Regions from separate parts of the Sus scrofa genome. Here region 2 is linked to region 1. A link is a contact called in public Hi-C data. All regions are on one chromosome and are shown on one strand. Each heading gives the region's core, a stretch centred on a gene start, on an enhancer-like site or on the middle of the called end of the contact. The rest is flanking DNA. Distances are from core to core; before and after follow the strand shown.

Region 1 (3,306 bases), core at 718-3,217:
TACATGTATTTAATCTGTCATTACTGAGGACAAAACATCAGGCAGGTGGAGCTGTGGAGATAAGAATGCTCAGAGGCCACACACAGAATTCTTGAGACCCACAATTCCTCTGTGGAATCCAGATGCTGATGAGGTCCCCAGATAAACTCCTGGGGTTCAGGGGTCCCTTTGAACTGCTGCTGCTTTGAGCATCCCTGATGACCTTGACACCAACAATCAGAACGGAGAGGCGCTCTCTGCCCACCTCATCTCTCTACAATGAGCATTCTTGGAAAAGTACCTCCACTAAACAACTCTACCCTCTTATCATCTTTTTCTGTCCTCTTCTCTCCAAGTTTCCAGGGGAAAAATTACAGGACTGTGCTTTGCTAACCTCTGCGCTTTTCTGATACAAAGTGTGCCCTCTGTGTCCCAGCTTGGAATTCACAGATTTCCCTGGACCCTTCCTCTGTTCTTCCTCTTCTAAAGCTCCTAGGAGTTCTTGCCCAAGTTTCTCCACAAATTTTTTTTACTCTAGGATTTTATACAGGGTTGAACTTGGGTGGTGGCTTGATTTAAGAGATCATACTTATTTATTCCTGTGTAACTCCTCTCTGCTCCTTTTCTAGAATTTAGTCCAACAAATAAGGCATCGCCTTTAACAGAGCACTGGGGAACATGGACTTAAACTTTGGCACATGTTTTAAGAGCCTCTCCTCTCTTAAGTTAGACTCTCTAAAAAAAAACCCTGGAAACTGGTTTTATTGAAGTGCTTTCCAGTGTTTTCAGCATTTTGGTCCTCTCTGGAAGTTGCTTTCTTTCTGTTTGTAAATCTATACAGTAGTGTCAGTAATAGTGAGAACTAACATTTAAAGAGGTCATACAATGTGCCAGGCAAGCCTCAGAAATAGATATTATTATTCCTGTTTTATAGAGGCAGGAACTGAGGCCAGAGAAAGTCCATAGCACACAGAAGGCGCCCAGCTGGGATTCTCCCCAAGGCTGCGAGCTTAACTATGCTTAAGCTCCGAGGTCAAAGGGATCTGGAGTTCATTCTTATCCTGTCTCCCCCTCCTGGAGCTGGTGACCTAAATAATGTACTCAACCTTTTTGACCCTGAGTTGTTTCCCTTCTAATTAAATCTCGTTAAAGCATTCTTCGAAAGACCAAGCAGTAAATGAGAGGTTTGTGATGGGTCTATCTTGGTCCTAGGCTTTGGAAAACTGGGGTACCATGCACCCCGGCTGAAACCCTTCATAAGCAGGCTCCTTATGAAGGGTCCGGCTCCTCGAAGTGCCCCATCTCATGGTGGGGGTCCCACGACATCAATCCACTTAGGACGTATCATCCAGGGGACTTCTATATCCCTGTCCACCTGGCACGCTGACCGGAGTCTCGCTTTCTACCCACATCGCTCTGCGTCTCGGGCCCAGGCTCGCCACCTGTGCCCCGGAGGCCTCCCTCCCCGTCCAGGGCTCCTCCCCGGGGACTCTGGAGCCTCCCGGGCTCGGCGTCTTACCATGGCATCGTAACCCAAGGCGTTCATGAAGTGCGCCACCTCGGCGCCCTTATACACGGTGAACCAGATGGTGCCCTGGTACTGGTCGCCGGCGTCGAGCAGCAGCACGTGGGGTTCCGCCCGGCGGATCTGGCGCACCTTGGTAGAAAGTCGCGCCACGCCGCCCACGCAGAGGCTAGCGTTGACGCACTTGCTCGAATCGGCGCTCGTCTGCTCCAGGCGGCTGTGCACGTCGTTGGTGTGCAGGATGGTGAGCTCCCAGGCGCCGGCAGCGGGCCACAGCAGAGCGCCCAGCGCCAGGAGCCGCAGGGCCGGGGCGCGTGCGGCTCGGGGGCACATGGCTGCGGCTGGTGGAGAGGACGCGAACGTGGGTGAGTGCGGGAGAGCCGGGCGGGTGGCGGCGAGCGCGGCGGGCGCGGGAGTTAGGCGCCCCGGCCGGCTGGCGGGCTGGCGGGCGGGGCGGGGCCGGGGCGGGCTCTCCTGCCTCCCGGAGGCAGGCCCCAAGGCCAGGCGCACGCCCGCGCGGTCACCCGATCCGACCCTGGCCGCGGGGCAGCCCGGGCGCGGCTCGCGGCTGGCACTCACTCGGGGCGGGAACAGTGGGGAGGTTGTTCCCGGCGGGGGCGGACACGGGCCACAGTCCCGGCCCGACCCGGGAGCCGGGGTTCCACTGAGGGTGGGCTGCTCTTCCCGGGGTGCGAGGGAGGAATTGGAGGGTCCACCCCGCTTCCAGGTCTTTGCTGACCCTCGCCTCTTAAGAATTTTTCTGAGGGGGGATGCGCTGCTTGTGTGGGCTGGTGGTGGCGCGAGCTCATCACTTGAAAGAACGAAAGAGGGAAGAACGAGGAGGTAGAAGGGGAGAGTAGCGAAACGAGGGAGAGGTGAGCTCTGTGCTTTGCGGAGCCAAAGACGGACCGCCAGATGAGACTGTTCGCTTTCCAGTTTAAGAACACACCAAGTCCGCGTTGTTTAGATGTAGAATCTCAGAAGCTGCAAGTCATTCGAATCCAGTCCCACATTTATGGATGAATATAACCATAGCGATAAAACAGCAGCAGTGCGTGGATAGCTAAAATGGACAGTGCGAAGTGAAACCAGTGCGGGTGCCTTCTGTTGCTTTTCTGGGCATTTTTTTCTCTTATTTTTGAGGTTTTAATATTTTAAGAATGGTGTGTGTGTGTGTGTGTGTATTAAACGCACAGCTTTTGGCAAGGAAGGCAATAACAGTAGGGATGCATGCAATAAACCATAATTATAGCCGAATTTAATCTTGCTGCAGAATTTGCCTCTGTTTAACGGATTGATTCCTAAGTGCAGTTGTTAATCTAATTGAGAAGGGAAGGAGATGGGAATTAGTTTGGAGCTCCTACTAGGAGTCTCCTTGTTTATGTTTTACAGAACAGAGTATGTAGTCTTTACACTTTTCCAAAATGCATCAGGCGAGTCCTGTTTTATTTTTTTTAAAGCTTGGGGGGGGCTAAATATACATGATATAATTTATCATTTTAACTATTTTAAGTGTACAGTTGAGTGGCATCAAGTACATTCACATTGTTGTGCAGCTGACTCAGAGAGACAGCAGTGAATGATGGCTTGAAGCAAGATCTCTGCTCAGGAATTGAATCTGGGCAGCCTGGGTGAAATCCAGGAATCCTAGCCATTAGACCAGCTAGAGGTTAGAATTGCCCTGATTCTTGCCCCCTGTTGAAAGCAAGAATGTTTCAAGGAGGCAAAGACTGCAAACAAGTATAAAGTTTGTTATTTTAGACACAGTACAAAATGTGGGAGAGCACACAGAGAAGTAGTTT
Region 2 (3,131 bases), core at 357-2,856, 200 kb before region 1:
CGATTCAACCCCTAGCCTGGGAGCCTCCATATGCTACGGAAGCGGCCCTAGAAATGGCAAAAAGACAAAAAAAAAAAAAAAAAAAAAAAGAACTAAAGATATTAATTTGGGAGGTCTGGTCATCTGGTAGATGACTTTGTCTAGTGGAGGCACTTTTCCTTTCTTTTTTTTTAAGGAAAGTTGATCCCTAGGAAGGTCTAAATAAAAAGTGTTGGTTAGTTCAAATCTATTATTTTTCGGAGTTCCCGTCGTGGCGCAGTGGTTAACGAATCCGACTAGAAACCATGAGGTTGCGGGTTCGGTCCCTGCCCTTGCTCAGTGGGTTAACGATCCGGCGTTGCCATGAGATCCCGAGTTGCTGTGGCTCTGGCGTAGGCCGGTGGCTACAGCTCTGATTCAACCCCTAGCCTGGGAACCTCCATATGCCGCGGGAGCGGCCCAAGAAATAGCAACAACAACAACAAAAATCTATTATTTTCATTATTTAATTTATAGGATTACCCACTTTTATGCCACGAAACTCCAGTAGTAAGGGATTTCAGATAATGGAAAGCTCAGATCTTTGCTAAATAGATTGATTGGATAGATAGTCAAAATATTTCAAAAATTTTATATCTTGATCCAGTTACCTATAAAATAATCTGGCATATTGTGTGCTTAAGCACTTTGAAGAGTATTCATCTAACTTTTCCTTGAACCACTGATTTTCTGTCATAGCATAGAGACTGTTTAGGGAAACAGTGAGCTTTAAAAATAAACCTGATTTTTAATTAAAAGGACACTATTCCTTTTTTTATTACAGCTGCATTATAAAATTAGTATCCATACCGCGTCTGAAATTCAAACGTCTTTGTCTTGTCTTTCTTGTACCTAGTATACCGTTACAAAAGAAATATCACTTCAGTTAGGATTTTTTTCCTCCTTTTTTTTTTAAACTTTAGTATAGTTGATTTCCAATGTTCTGTCAATTCCTGCTATAATGACCCAGTTATACATACATACATACATTGTTTTTCTCACTTTATCCTCCATCGTGTTCCATCACAAGTGATTGGATATAGTTCCCTGAAGTTAAAATTTAATTGCTAAGATTTTTGAAAAGAAATACAGATGTGTTCTTCACACTTGTCCTAACCACTGAGCTTTGTGAGGCGTCAAGTTGCTCAAACTGTGCTACAAGGAAGCCCTTTACTGCTCAAAAGGCCAGGGACCGAAACGGAGTACTGCACAACTCTTCATCACCCCTGGTTTGGCTTCCAAATGTGGCTTTCCTATCATCCCAAAGCGGGAGCCGCTCCTCGCTCCACTAGAGCCAGTCTGTTCCCCCTCAAAAGCAGCCGGGGTTTCCTCGTCTGAGCTTTGGGCGCCCCTCCTTCTGTCCAAGGTTCCCGTGGAAGAGCCACGCGGGCGCAGGGCCCCGGGAGTCCCCATTGTCCAGCCAGGGAGACCCAGTCTCCCCTAGAGGAACTCCTGCACTGGAGTCGGGCCGGACAGGTTGACCAAAGGTCCCCGGGTCTCCGCGCCGCTCCCCTCCCCCGTCGCCCCATTGTCTGTCTCGCCCCGCCCCGGGGGACACGTGCGCCTGCAGCTTCCCGAGCTAGGAGAGCGCGGGGCGGCGGCGGCGTGGACACCGCCTGGAACGGCTACGCGGCCGCCGCGCCGGGGGTGGGGGCCGGGCGCGCACGGACCGGTGGGTATCCTATGGGGAACTGCGGTCGCATCCCGTGCCCCCTGCCCCGGTTCCCGGCCGGCCCGGGACGGGGCGGGGGGTGGGGCAAGCGGGAGCTCGATGGGGGTGGCGTGCGCGTGGTGCCGCGATGGGGGTGGGGTGGGGCGGGGTGGGGAGATGCCTGTCTCCTGACAAAGGAGAACGAGTGGGACATGCTGAGCCGGCCCGCCCCGCCCCGCCCGGAGGGGAGCGGGAGGGGGAGTGTCGGGAGGGAAGGGGCGGGCCTTTCATTCACTCCCGGCCCCTCCGCCGCCGGAGCGGAAGGGCGGGGTCTCGCGCCCCCCCGCCCCCCCGGGTGGTGAAGAGCGAGGGAGGTGGTGGGGCGTGAGGGCGGAGCCCGAGGGCGCGCATCCTGAAGCGCAGGCTACGTCGTCACGTCAGCGCGGGAGAGAGAAAGAGAGGAGCCTACTCGGCAGGGCCTGGGGAACGGGGTTGTGAGAGCGAGGGAGGGAGCAAGCGAGCGTGCGAGCGTGGAGGGGAAGGGCGGCCACTCGTGCTTGAGCGGCTGCGGACGGCAGTGGGGGAGAAGAGCAGGGAGGGCAAGAAGCAAGGCCTAGAGAAGAAGGCGGACAGAGGCTTGTGGTGGTGGAAGAAGGAGAAGGAGGAGCTGGAGGAGGGCAGGGGCTGAGGGAGTGAGTGAGAGAAGCGGACGCGCGAGGGAGGGGAGGGGAGGGAAGGGGGGGTCACGCGGAGGCGCGCGCGCGCACCGGGAGCGCGCTCGGAGGCGAGTGGAACTGGATCGGGTTTGCTGCCAGCGGCGTGAGCTTCGGCCGCCATTTTACAACAGCTCCACTCGCGCCGGACACAGGGAGCAGCGAGCACACGTTGCCCGCAACCGGATCTCCTCGGACAGGATTCCTCCGCCGCAGCCCAACGGGGAGGTAACGACCGCCGGGACCCGGGTCTGGGGGGGAGCTCCGTGACATTGTGGAGTGAGCTGGGGGAGGGCGGTGCGGGGAGAAACCGGCTTTTCTGGAAAATGGATTCCAAGGGAGAGAGGAGCACGTTGACTGGGTTGCTTGGGAGTAGGCCGCGGTCCGCGCCGCCACTTCCTCCTCCCCTCCATGTGCTGCCGCCGTTCGGGCTTTGTCTGCGGCGCTCCTGGGAGGAGGCGGCCCCGTGGCCCGCGCGGACCGCGAGTGGCGGCGGAGTTGGTGCTGTCGTGGCCGTCGCCGCGGCACGGGAGTGGGCGGAGAGGAGCCGATCCCGTCCCGTGGCCGCGCGGCGGGCCTGGGTGGTGTTCGGGGTCCGGCGGGCGTTGGGCAGTTCGCGGAACGCCCTCACGCCGCAGGCTTGCCGGCTCCGGCTCAGGGGTGGCACCGCCAGCCCCCGCACCGCAGTCACTGCCAGGACCCACGATGGGTAGGGGCTCGCGCCACGGCTCACATCTCGGCGGGGCGGC

The links. A called contact is a pair of places that touch in the nucleus more often than the background predicts.
Region 2: a contact with region 1 is called in a Hi-C map of skeletal muscle, with 8 times the contacts expected there. The contact joins the promoter of SYNCRIP here to the promoter of NT5E in region 1. A contact is called at or near these places in 2 of 47 Hi-C or Micro-C datasets (liver and skeletal muscle) and 1 of 2 datasets of contacts at active chromatin or transcription factors (skeletal muscle).

The regions. Positions count from the first base shown.
Region 1 is chr1:54,399,447-54,402,752 of Sscrofa11.1, reverse strand. NT5E (5'-nucleotidase) reads right to left here and starts at 1,967. Exons shown (of 9, transcript XM_001927095.4): 1 at 1,499-1,967. The coding sequence starts at 1,837. It overlaps LOC102157437 (a long non-coding RNA gene), which reads left to right and starts at 1,754. Exons shown (of 9, transcript XR_002343406.1): 1 at 1,754-1,869.
Region 2 is chr1:54,596,881-54,600,011 of Sscrofa11.1, reverse strand. It overlaps SYNCRIP (heterogeneous nuclear ribonucleoprotein Q), which reads left to right and starts at 1,606. Exons shown (of 12, transcript XM_021089679.1): 1 at 1,606-1,690.